2 separate regions of the Ovis aries genome follow, and region 1 is linked to region 2. The links are chromatin contacts, called in public Hi-C maps. All regions are on one chromosome and are shown on one strand. The core of a region is the stretch at or near the end of the contact, and the rest is flanking DNA. Distances in the headings are between cores, read along the strand shown.

Region 1 (5,321 bases), core at 1,147-3,646, 420 kb before region 2:
CCACTCCTCACTCCAATCAGAATCTCTAGGCACGGGAACTCCAAAATCTATTTCCTTAAAAGCGCTACTTTCTTTTCATTTTGTGTTTAGCTTTCTTTTCTGTGCAAAAACTTTTAAGTTTAATTAGGTCCCAGTTGTTTATTTTTGTTTTTATTTCCATTTTGACAGATGAATGGACAAAGAAGTAGTATAGGTATGTACAATGGAATATTATTTAGCTGTAAAAAGGAATTAATTTGGGTCAGTTCTCGTAAGATGGATGAACTTAAGAGTCTATTACACAGAGTGAAATGAGTCAGAAAGAGAAAAACAAATATCATATATTAATGCATATACATGGAATCTAGAAAAATAGTACTAAGGAACCTATTTGCAGGGCAGGGATAGAGAGACAGACATAGAACAAACTGGTGGCCACAGCAGGGGAAGTAGAGGATGGGATAAACTGAGAGAGTAGGACTGAAACATTTACATGACCATATATAAAACAGATAGCTAGTGGGAAGTTGCTGTATAACACATGGAGCTGGAGCTCAACCCAGTGCTCTGTGACAACCTAGAGTGGTGACATGGGGTGGGGGGGGGGGGAGATTCAAGAGGGAGGGGACATATGGTCACTTAACGACTGATTGACATTGTTGTATGGCTTCTACTGCTAAGTCGCTTCAGTCGTGTCCAACTCTGTGCGACCCCATAGATGGCAGCCCACCAGGCTCCCCTGTCCCTGGGATTCTCCAGGCAAGAACACTGGAGTGGGTTGCCATTTCCTTCTCCAGTGCATGAAAGTGAAAGTGAAATCGCTCAGTCCTGTCTGACTCTTAGCAACCCCATGGACTGCAGCCCACCAAGGCTCCTCTGCCCATGGGATTTTCCACGCAAGAGTACTGGAGTGGGGTGCCACTGCCTTCTCCTGTTGTATGGCAGAAACTAACAAAACATTATAAAGCAATTATCCTCCAATTAAAAAAAAAATGTTACTGTATACCCAAGCTTGAGAACCACTGGTTTAAAGATAGTAAAATAAACTTTCTCTGAGATTTTCAAACATGTTCTTCTTGGTTAGACATTTCTTTACTCTTGCTGCAGCTGGAACCATTGCTGTGCTCGATTCTGTGCATTCTTGTAATTCTGAGTTTTGTGCTATGCTATCTCTGATAGAGTTGCTGGTGAACAATAGCTGAGATTATTAAGCAGGCTTCACTTCTGGGGCTGATAAGCCAGAGGCTCTCTATACACTGACAAGGATATAAGTTTCCTCTAAGTGACATTTTGATCACCTTGAGGAATAGTGAGAGAAAACTGCTGAAGCAGTGTCACACCACCTGGCCTGAAGTAGGAAGGTTTTAGAGACTGTAGCACTTAGACCTTTGAATCACACCAGTACACTATTGGGTAATAGGACTATGCTGAACAACAAATAGTCTAGCCAGTCTGAAAATATTCAGATTTAGGTCAAGTTTGAGAGATGACAGAGGCACTGGGCTTCCTGATTTCCAGACTCTGAAATTACTGACAGAAGTCTATCTGGGCAATTTCAAAGATCCCTAAGATAGGATATTACAAACTCTGGCTTATATTGGATAGTTCTGACCTGAATTGTCCAAGGATCTGCAGCAATTAGCTCCCTGGATTTTATTCCTATAATGCTTCTTCCCGAGTTTGCCTGTGTAGTTCTGTGACAGACTGAAAATTTCCAAAAAACAGGAACCACTTATGCTTCTTCTCTGGCCAAGAATACAGCACAGTGACACACATGTCCAATACTTCAGGATAACTTAGTGTTCTCAATGAGGAGCGTCCACCAAATTAGTTACTGCCCCATGAACAAAGATGGGTGATGTTCAAATCAAACATGCCTTCCCTCAGCCTGTGTCCAAACTACAAGCGTCACCAGAACACCCCTTGTTCAGTCAGTCACTGGAAAGCTTTATCAGTTGAGGAAGGAAAAGGTTTTGAAACTTCTGGATAACATGGAGTAGGGGGTTATAACCGTCATTTTTAGACAAGTGCCTTTAAAATCTTACTACCCAAAGCGTGGTCCTCAGACCAGGAGCATCATCACTAAGAGATTGTTGGGCAGAATTTCAAGTCCCCGTCTCAGGCTTACTGGATCAGAATCCGCTTTTTAATAAGATGCCCAGGTCATTCTTGTTCATATTTAGCATTTGAGATATCAATAGATCTAGTAATTGTCAATCTAGCACCAATCAGAGCCCCAAACAGAGATCCAGCCCTTTGTACACGCCTCTCACCCGATCCACTCTGTAGCAACCGAATCCCCGGAGACATCGGAACGGGTGCTGCCGAGGGCAGCTTGGTGATTGGCTAGGTCGACCACGTGACCGGCGCTGGCCCTCCCGTGCTAGTGGATTGGCTCTCGCGTACGCTGACGGACAGAGCCGGGGCGGGCCAAAGCCAGGTCGGAGGGGCGCGCGCGGTGGCGCGGAGGGGCGAGAACGCGAGTGCGCGTGCGCGAGCGGCGGGGCTCTTTCCCCGAGCCGTCGGAGGGAGCGGGAGCGCTTCTCCCGAGGTAAGAGCTGCCGCGGGGCGGGCTCCCTGCCCCTCCGCGGCCGATTGCGGGCGAGCGGGGCGGGGGGAAGTCTGAGGTCCGCCCGCCCGGGGAGCCTCACTTGGGAGAGGATGCAGACCCAGGCTCAGTCATCTCCCTCGGTGCCTCGGTTTCCCTTTTCTGCCCGCTAGTGCATCTCCCCATCCTCTTCACCGCGGTGACGGGTCCACCCGAGGGGAGTTGCCCACCTGGTAGCCTCGCCTCCGCCTTTGTTTCTCTCCCGGAGGGATGCTGGTACCGACCCCCTCCCCAGGTAAAGGGTGAAGGGTGGTGGGGCGGGGACGTCTCCGGCGCAAGACCTGGCCTAGAGCCGGGGAGAAGATGGCTTTAATGCAGTGGGATCTGTCACATGTGAGAACGAAGGAAAAAAATGTAGTGTCACTTTGGCCAAGCCACGGGACTCGAACTAATCCGGCGGCGGCGGCGACCAAAGCCGTATTCCTGGCGCAGCCGTGCGGGCAGGGGTGGGGGCAGGACCCTCGGGCCAGCCCAGGTGCGCCGGTGGAAGGCTTCTCCGGACCTGCCTGGAGCTCTCACCCCAGAGTTGCACCGAAACGCTTTCAGCCTGCCGAAGGGATCAAGATCAAGAGATTCGTAAAGAGAAGGGGGAAAAATTATTTTTTTAAAGCCGCTGGGCACTGGCGGAGAAGGTCTAAGTGAGAGGCTACAGTGAGAAATTACAGCGAAACTGATGGCTGGTAGTTGTGAGGGGGAAGATCCCTGCAGTGAACTGCAGAGCAGACCATCACACGGATATTCTCCTTCAAGAAAACCTGATCCCCCCCACCCCCCGGGGGGTGGTGCTGGTTATCTCTGTAAACTGAGGTTTTTCTGGACTGCCGAATCAAGTATTGACTTATTTTTAGCATGTTAATGGGTGCTAGGGAGAAGGGAAGGCAGGTTACACCCGTTTAGATCTCCTTAATTCTTTCAAAAGTGCGTGTTAAAAGAAGGCCTTTGGATGTCAAAAGCTGCTTGTGTGTGTGTGTGTGTGTGTGTGAGTGTGAGTGTGTGATTATGGTTTGGGGATGGGAGATGTCTCCTTGAAGTCATACTTTACAAAAGGCATCCTCTGCTTCTTTCCTTCTCAATTTCCCTAAACCTGAAATAGCAAGAGCATACTGTACAGCTCATAACAAAGTATGAAAAGCCCCTTCAGTTTTCCACTAGTTAATTTATTAGCTATACCTGCTAGTCTGCTTGGTTCAGAACGGGTTAAACTATCATTAGAAAGATTTTACTGTATTATGGAATTCCACTATAATTCATTTACAACTTATTCTGGTAGGAAATGGACAGGAATCTCTCTACCTGATTCCTCAGAGACATCCTGACAGGGTTCCAAGGCTTTTTATTGCTCTTACCTTCCCCATACAAAGTTTTGTTTCTTTAGGAAACGGTGTGATCTTTTTTTTTTTTTCCAAACATCTCAGACACACACCATGCCTGTGAAATGCCCAAACTTGTTAGGAAATCAATTTACTTGGCAAGTTCAAACTAACTAAAGAAGGCACACTTAAATTTGTTAGGGGGAATCAGAATTAACATCAACTGTAGCAGATCAACTTCTGGTGGTTTTCTGGGGTGAGCCAAAGTAAAAGAAAAGGTGTTGCAAAGCTTGTTGGGAATGTAACAAATGACCTCATAAAGTAAAATATAGATTGTCACCTGACAGATTGGTACATAAAGCAAATTAGAGTAATTTTAGAACTTGTCAGTGATTTGTTTCCAGCTGGTATCAGTGGGGAGAGGAAGGAATTCTGAGGCTCGGGTAGGAAGTATAGTTTGAAAAGGTATATGGTTTTGTGTTTAGAGAGAAAATGTCGCTTTTGTTATATAAACTGCACAAAGGGCGTGCAGTGTTTATGTTTAGTCTGTGAAAGGGAGGCAAGCGTTTTGGAAAGGTTGAAAAACACTTATTAGGTTAAACAAGGGAAAGCAGAAAGATTGGCAGGCTTAGTTCATCTTAAGGGAAGCAGTGTACCTCAGTGATCTACAGGACAAGGTTTATTCTCTGATTCAGTAAAAGCCCACTAATGTTGCTTCCAAAGCAACAACAAAATCGTTTCCTTTCTGTCGTTTCTGTCCCCTGGGTCAGGGAGGGAAGAGTGAATGAGAGATTATAGAGTCTGACCTGCATGCCTAAGCAGTACTGTCCTTTGAGCAGGGTCTGTGTCACACTGTGTAAATCTAAGAACCGTCACGTTGATAGAGGTCTAAGCACCTTCCCTGGACTCTTGTTGTAAGATAGAGTGGGATAGCATTGCCACAGGTGGAAGCAAGGTGAGAACATCTGATACGGAAGCCCTAGGAAGTGTTTCAGTGAGGCTCTGCCTTTGGAGCTTTGAGAAGGCAGAGCTGCCTCTCTACTGGCTTGACAGGCTGGGTTTTATACGGCTTCCCAAGGACCTGCCCTTCATGATGGGGGCTCCTGTGGATTTCTATGTCTCAGGTTGTAAGCATCAGTTACGCTTGTAATGTGCTCTAGAAAAGAAAGGCTCACAAAAACACAAATCTAGGCTGCCATTCTTTCAGGCATGTCAACCGCAGGCTTCCAGAAAACAAGTTATGCCCTCCCTACCAGTAGATGGCACTGCTGTCTCTGGGAAGTCCTGGAGGAGATGAAACAGGAGCTGGCAAACCAGTGATGTATAGGTCTGGTCTAGAAGATTTTGAAAGGCTGTGTCAGTTTCCTAAGAAAATCATAAAAAAAAGAAAAAAGTTACGAAAGCCATAAATATTGATACAAAGT
Region 2 (5,843 bases), core at 106-2,605:
AATTATTAATAATGGTCATATTTAGAAGTAACCACATTAGAGACAGCCTTCTAATTTTCCATTCTTTCCATGTGTCTAGAGGCTCTAGTTTACAAAGGGAATTCCTACTATTTTTAATCATTCATCCTTAAAACAGACTAGCTAGAGCAATAAAATAAAAAGACGAAGCAGATACACCATACAGGTAAGAAGGAGTATGTTACCAAGTGAAGTGACTTGCCCAGGGTCCCAGTCACACCTGAGCCACCCCAGACCTGGTGGCACGATCCATTTGACTCAACAGCATCTCCCAAGTGCTCAGTGTGCCAAGCATTGTTTCAAGCACGAGGGACCCAGAAGTGTGTGACACAGCTTCCCCCACCCAGCTGCCTTTCCCTGTCCCTACCTGCACTCCCACAGCCCACAGCCACCTGGGTTTGCAGGTCTAAAAAGATGTCTCCAGCCCTTCTGCTATATATGGGTTTGAAATTAGATCAAATTTTACTGCAAAGCAGAAAACCCATGGGCTGCCTAAACCATGTGTAATAACATCAGCCAAGACAGAAGCGAGGACAAGCCTGGAACTGCACCGCGAGAATGCTCTGGCACTGACAGGAGCCTTCAGCCACTGGGCGAGAGCATATTACTTCAGAAGGGAAGATTTCCCCTGGGACCCACAGCCCCTGCTTCCTTTGGTGTCTGCCTTGCACTTCCACCATCCTCAGGCCAAGCCCTCACTCAGCAGGGTTCCAGCCTGGCTGCCTCTGTCCTGTGGGACCATCGCTGGCCCTGTGAAGGTCCTGATGAGAGGGGCACTGAGAAAGAAGATGCTTGTCCAGCTTTAAAATGCTGTGCTGTTTGAAAGCTCATAGCCTGGCCAGGTCTAGGGGCCCCACAGTCAGACCTTCTCAGCAGCTACATTTATCCTAAAACACACTCTCCAGCCCTCAAAGAAGAGTTTCCTCTTTGGCTAGTTTGCCAGATATTTCAGGCAATCTGCATTGGTAACAAAGTACATGCATAGATTGTCTCATCTGATTTTCTGAGTAGTCCGGGCCCTGGTCCAGCTTTTCTGGGGCTGCCTGGGCAGGCCGGCAATTCCCCGGTTTCTGGTGGAAGCAGAGGGTGATTGTAGCAAGTCTCAGGTCTGTTCAAGAGGGGCTGTCACCAATCACACCTGCTCTTCAGATCATGAGCCCTTTTCTAGCAGCTGGAAGGATGTATGTTGCGCCAGGTCTGAGAAATGCTTTGTCTCCTGAGCCACACTGGAAACAGCCACACTCCATTTCAGATGTGCTGAGAACTGAAACTGATTGGATCCAGGCCACATTTGGTCAGGGTCTGGGAGCTGGGTGGCTCCTGAGATGGTCTCTGCTGCCACCATCAGGACGCACAGCCCACCACCTCCTGCTGGAAGCCTCTGGGTCTGGTGCTGAAGTGGCCCCTGCTCTTGGCTGTCAGTGCTCTGGGTTTCCATCAGGAGGTCAGTTGTGTGGGTCTATCAGTCTCTCTTGCCTGGCCTGCACGTACCACATTCATTGTCGAGAATGTCTTCATCCAGCAGCAGGAAACAAGGCCAGTTACAGATATTTTTCAGCATCAATCCAAGTTGAGCCATCCAAAGCAGAGCAGCCTCTCCCTGACCCAGGACTCGTGAGAGTTCACATGCACATCACCCAGGACAGGCTGGCCTCCTTCCAGACGTACAGAAATCCCACTGGAGCAGCAGAGAGAATGCATCCTTATGCCAGGTGGCTCGTGGCTATTTTACCAGTTGTTCTGTGAATGTTACTCAAATCCGTATGTGCCTGGGTACCTTTACTCACAGACCCCAGTGACTTTGTAGTTATTTTAAAAAAGAAAGAAAGAAACCTGGGTCAGAAGTACTCTTTCCAGTTAAAAGAATAGATTAGGATGGGAAGTAAGCATGACCAGGTTTGTCTCCTTGGGGCTTATGAACCAACTGAAGGAGGTGGGGCAGCCTTTGAACAAGGCAGGCTTACCCGGGGTGTTCCGAGGCTGGACTAGAGTGTCCACTGCTCACAGCTCTTCCCTGTGCTTCCCAACCAGCGCCCCCCGCAGGAACCTTCTGGAGCCTCTTCAGGCACATCTCCATCCACCAGGCCAGAAAGTCAATGAGCCCCCAAACCTGCTTTCCCCAGGCCCGTCACCCAGTCCAGCCCGGCCTCCTTCCACACCCTGAGGCCTCCCTTGACCTGCCCCAACCTCTGGAGTGAGGAAATGATTGTCCACAGATGGGCTGGCACCACTCAGGTAATCCTTTCCTCCAGGGTTTCTGGTTTCTAATCTACCTAATGAGGGGCCAAACTAAGACATAAGAGCTCCCTGCCCTCTCTCATTTGCCTAACTTTAAACTCGTGTGAATAGCTTGAGAGGGACCCTGCTGTAACAGGAAGCCTTGACTTGGGAACCAGACACACCTGGATGTAAACCCAGCTCTCCCACTAGTTGCCCCTGGGACTTGAACAGGTTAACCCTTGGGCCACTGTTTTCTCACCTGCAAAAATAGGACTAATGTCCACTGTTAGTTCAAGGCCTTCAGGAGGCAGATACCAAAACAGAATTAGGCCTGCAAGAGATTTATTGGGGAAACACCTTTGAATTATTGATATAAAGGAAGAAGAAGGAGGTGGAGGGCTGGGAAGGAAAAGGCTGGGATGGCCAACCTGAGGAAGATTCCACGAGGTGAGGAGAGTCCTCGGACCATTAGAGGAGTTTCCTGTCCCACGGGAACAGACCTGCTCCATCAGTAATGGCTGGGAGCAGCCTAGGAAGGGTGGCCTCAGCACACCTGTGGTGGTGGGTCAAGGGGGCAGAGGCAGGGGCGGTCCCTTGGCTGCCCCGTGCAGCAGGAGAGCTGCTCAGGCACTTGCGGGGCTGCAGCTGCTGCTCCAAAGCTTTGTCGGGGACAGCAGATGCATCTGAAGTCCTATCACGGCATCTACCATGGGGAGGTGCCCAATGAGGACACGGTCAGAGGGAGATGATACTCATCTCATTGTCAGGATTTGCCACACATCCTCCAGCTGCCCATGGAGAGCACCCTCCCTCAGGGTCCTGTAGGTTTTCGTGTCCATTTCCCATCGTATAGCAGGTCCCAGCCCTGAAATGAGGCCCCTTCCAGAAACATCAGCACAGTACCCAGGCTCCATCTTCACGTCAGCAACGCTCCTCCTTCCTGTCACACATCCAACAAGCTGTGGCTGATTCCCTACTGATGTGCTGGAGAAGCTGGGAGAACTTGCTTCACTCTCATTTCAGTTTCAAAACTAGAGGAAATAGGGATCCTATTGACCTCCTCGAGGGTCTCGACAGCATTTCCTTTTGGAGAAACAGAGCGGTTGAAGCTTTCGGTGACATGGGAGAGGGCGCGGCTCACACCTGAGTGTGCAGAGTTGTGTGGTTTAGAAGTTTAGGCAACTTCAGTTGCCTCTTCTGTGAATGGGAAGAGTGCCAGCACCTTCCTCAGGCAGCCATATTGTGAGTTAAATCAGACGGTAGAGCACCTGGGAATAAAATAGAGACTCCATAAATCTGATTGAACTTTTCTTTCTGAGATGAAAGCTCAGACCCCAAAATAATGAAAGTACTAACCTAACCCTTGGCCTTGAACCACGCAACAGTCATGCAGCCCAATTTTTCCTTCAGGTTCTCCCTTTAAGGATGATGATGTGAGAACAAGAAGGAAACTCTTATTAGTGAAGCACCTATTGTGTGTCAGGCAGTGCTCTCAGCATTTAGCATTTGTGATCCTTACAACCCTGCCAAGTCTATAGTGATCAGCATGATGAAGTGACGCCTAGTGTAATACACAGCCGAGTCAGACTTGAACTCAGGTCTTTTGGACTCTAAGCCCATGCTCTTCCTGTAGCTAGGCTGGCTTCTGGTGTGTAAGTGAACTGGTGTTTGAGAGGCACCAAGAACTCCCCGATAGATGTGTAATCAGGCTGGGAGTGCTAACAACATGGGAGGAGGAGAAGGTGAGGAACAGAACTCCCCAGTCCGACCCCCTGCCCTTCCCACAGGGCAGGACCCTGGTCGTGCGTCCTAACCATGCCCAGGCCCTGGAGCAGGGGCAGTGTGGGCTCAGAGGGCACTGGCCCGGGATCCAGAGGACCTGGATTCTGCAACCTGCACACACCTAGGTTAGCGGGCGGGGGTGGGGTGGGGTGGGAGGGAGTGGGTCATGCAGCCTAGCCCTCACCCTATGGCTTGGGTTTCCCCAACTTGAATACCCCTGGGCTGCTTCACCTTTCCAGCCCCAGGAGTAGGGTAAAAATGACAATGAAGAATAAAAATTCCAGAAAAGAGAAGGGACCAGGGCCTTACCCCAGCCTTGCCACTTGCTGTGACCTGTGGCAAGCTGGGTTCCGCATCAGAGTCTTCTCCTCTATAAAACAGGCAGGTGTGCCCTAAATTAGCAGACTTTCAGGCTGACTCTGCAGCCTCCCTCCTCACCCCTTCTTCCTTCAACTAGCTGAAGAAAGGGCTCTTTGGAAGGAAGGGAGGAAACCCACAAAGCTTGAAAGAATCTCTACCAGCCAGTCTAAAATGTCTTTGAGCTCAAGTATTCAGAAACTGGCTTTCTATTTTTAAAACTTTTTTGAAACAACCTGGAAGAATGGTAAGAAAAGTAGAAGTCTTTTTGATCAAAGCAGATTGGATGGAATGGAAACTTGCCCAATCTCTTGATCTTGCCTGGAAGCCTTTTCAGGTAGAGATGCCAGCAAGGCCAGCAGCAGGAAAGAGCTACAGAATTCCTCAGTCAGCCTGCAAGGTTCTGGGCTCTGGGCCCTGAAGTCTCAGTCTGCGTGGATGCCAACTTTTGCAGTTCCCCCACACCCGGGCAGGCACAGGCCCCCAAAACCACCAAGCCTGCTGGCCGCTGTGGGCAGAGGTGGGCCTCCACTGCCCCCTGGTGGCCACTGCCACCACAGTACCAGCCTCTAGGGACAGCTCAGACTGCCCTCCACCCCCAGCACAGATGATGGGCACCGCCAGGATGCTGAGTGCAACCATGCCTACTCCTGATCCAGAGTTTCAGCCACCCCATGGGCTCTGGGAATGGCTAGCCTGGGCAGGAGGTGCCCAGTCTTCATTGACTGGCTTCTCCCCAAGATGGCTCCTGTCTCCCTGGGCCATTGCATCCCTGTTCCCCTGTAAGACCCAGGACAGGCCACCCCACCTCTCTGACCTCGGAAGCCTTCCCTGTCAGCATGTCCAAGCCACTCTGTTCACACATGGTTCAGCAGCAGCCTCCAAACATGCTCCTTCCTCCCGTGCCCCCAAGAGTCCAAGATTGAACAAACAGTGTGGCACGTCGAGCTGTGTGGAGGCGGGATCAGACCTCTCTGTGCAGCGAGGTTTCCACGTCAGCATTTGGCTTGTCTTTGTGAGGCAGAGCCACGGATGGTTGAGAGCATGGACTTTGGAGCCATCTGGATTTGCTCTTGGGCAAAGTCACTTCACCTCTCTAAGTCTCCATTTTCCTGCCTGTAAAATAGTGACCCTCATAGTACTGACCTCATGGAGTTACATGGAGGACTAAATGAATTCATGTTTCTAGAGTACTGGAGCCCTACATACATGCTATAGGACTGTTAGCAGCTGTTTGTTTTTGATGATGGTGGTGGTAATGAGACCAGAGCAACAGTTTTATCAGGGCCCAAGACCTCTGCCTAGAGATTTTGCTCTGAGCCTCTGCCCTCTGTGGAAGTCAAGGCTCATTTGTAAGGTTCCCTGGGCTCTGCTCATCTCTATTCCACACTCCCACTTTGGGAACACTCCTCCTCAGTCCTGAGGTACAGCTTGGCACATACGTGACATTTCCTGCAGCTGAGCTC

What was found. A called contact is a pair of places that touch in the nucleus more often than the background predicts.
Region 1: a contact with region 2 is called in a Hi-C map of hypothalamus, with 5 times the contacts expected there. The contact joins the promoter of TMEM108 here to the enhancer-like site in region 2. A contact is called at or near these places in 4 of 16 Hi-C or Micro-C datasets (hypothalamus, liver, skin fibroblasts and 1 more).

The regions. Positions count from the first base shown.
Region 1 is chr1:257,089,647-257,094,967 of ARS-UI_Ramb_v3.0, reverse strand. It overlaps TMEM108 (transmembrane protein 108), which reads left to right and starts at 2,396. Exons shown (of 6, transcript XM_027960370.3): 1 at 2,396-2,530.
Region 2 is chr1:256,671,738-256,677,580 of ARS-UI_Ramb_v3.0, reverse strand. The region is part of intron 4 of TMEM108 (transmembrane protein 108); the gene reads left to right. Among named protein-coding and RNA genes, the nearest start is that of BFSP2, 13 kb to the right of the region's middle. Within about 2 kb of position 1,355, at least 11 of the 54 cell types and tissues checked have an H3K27ac peak or open chromatin away from gene starts, as enhancers often do. A contact at or near this core is called in hypothalamus, where this site is marked.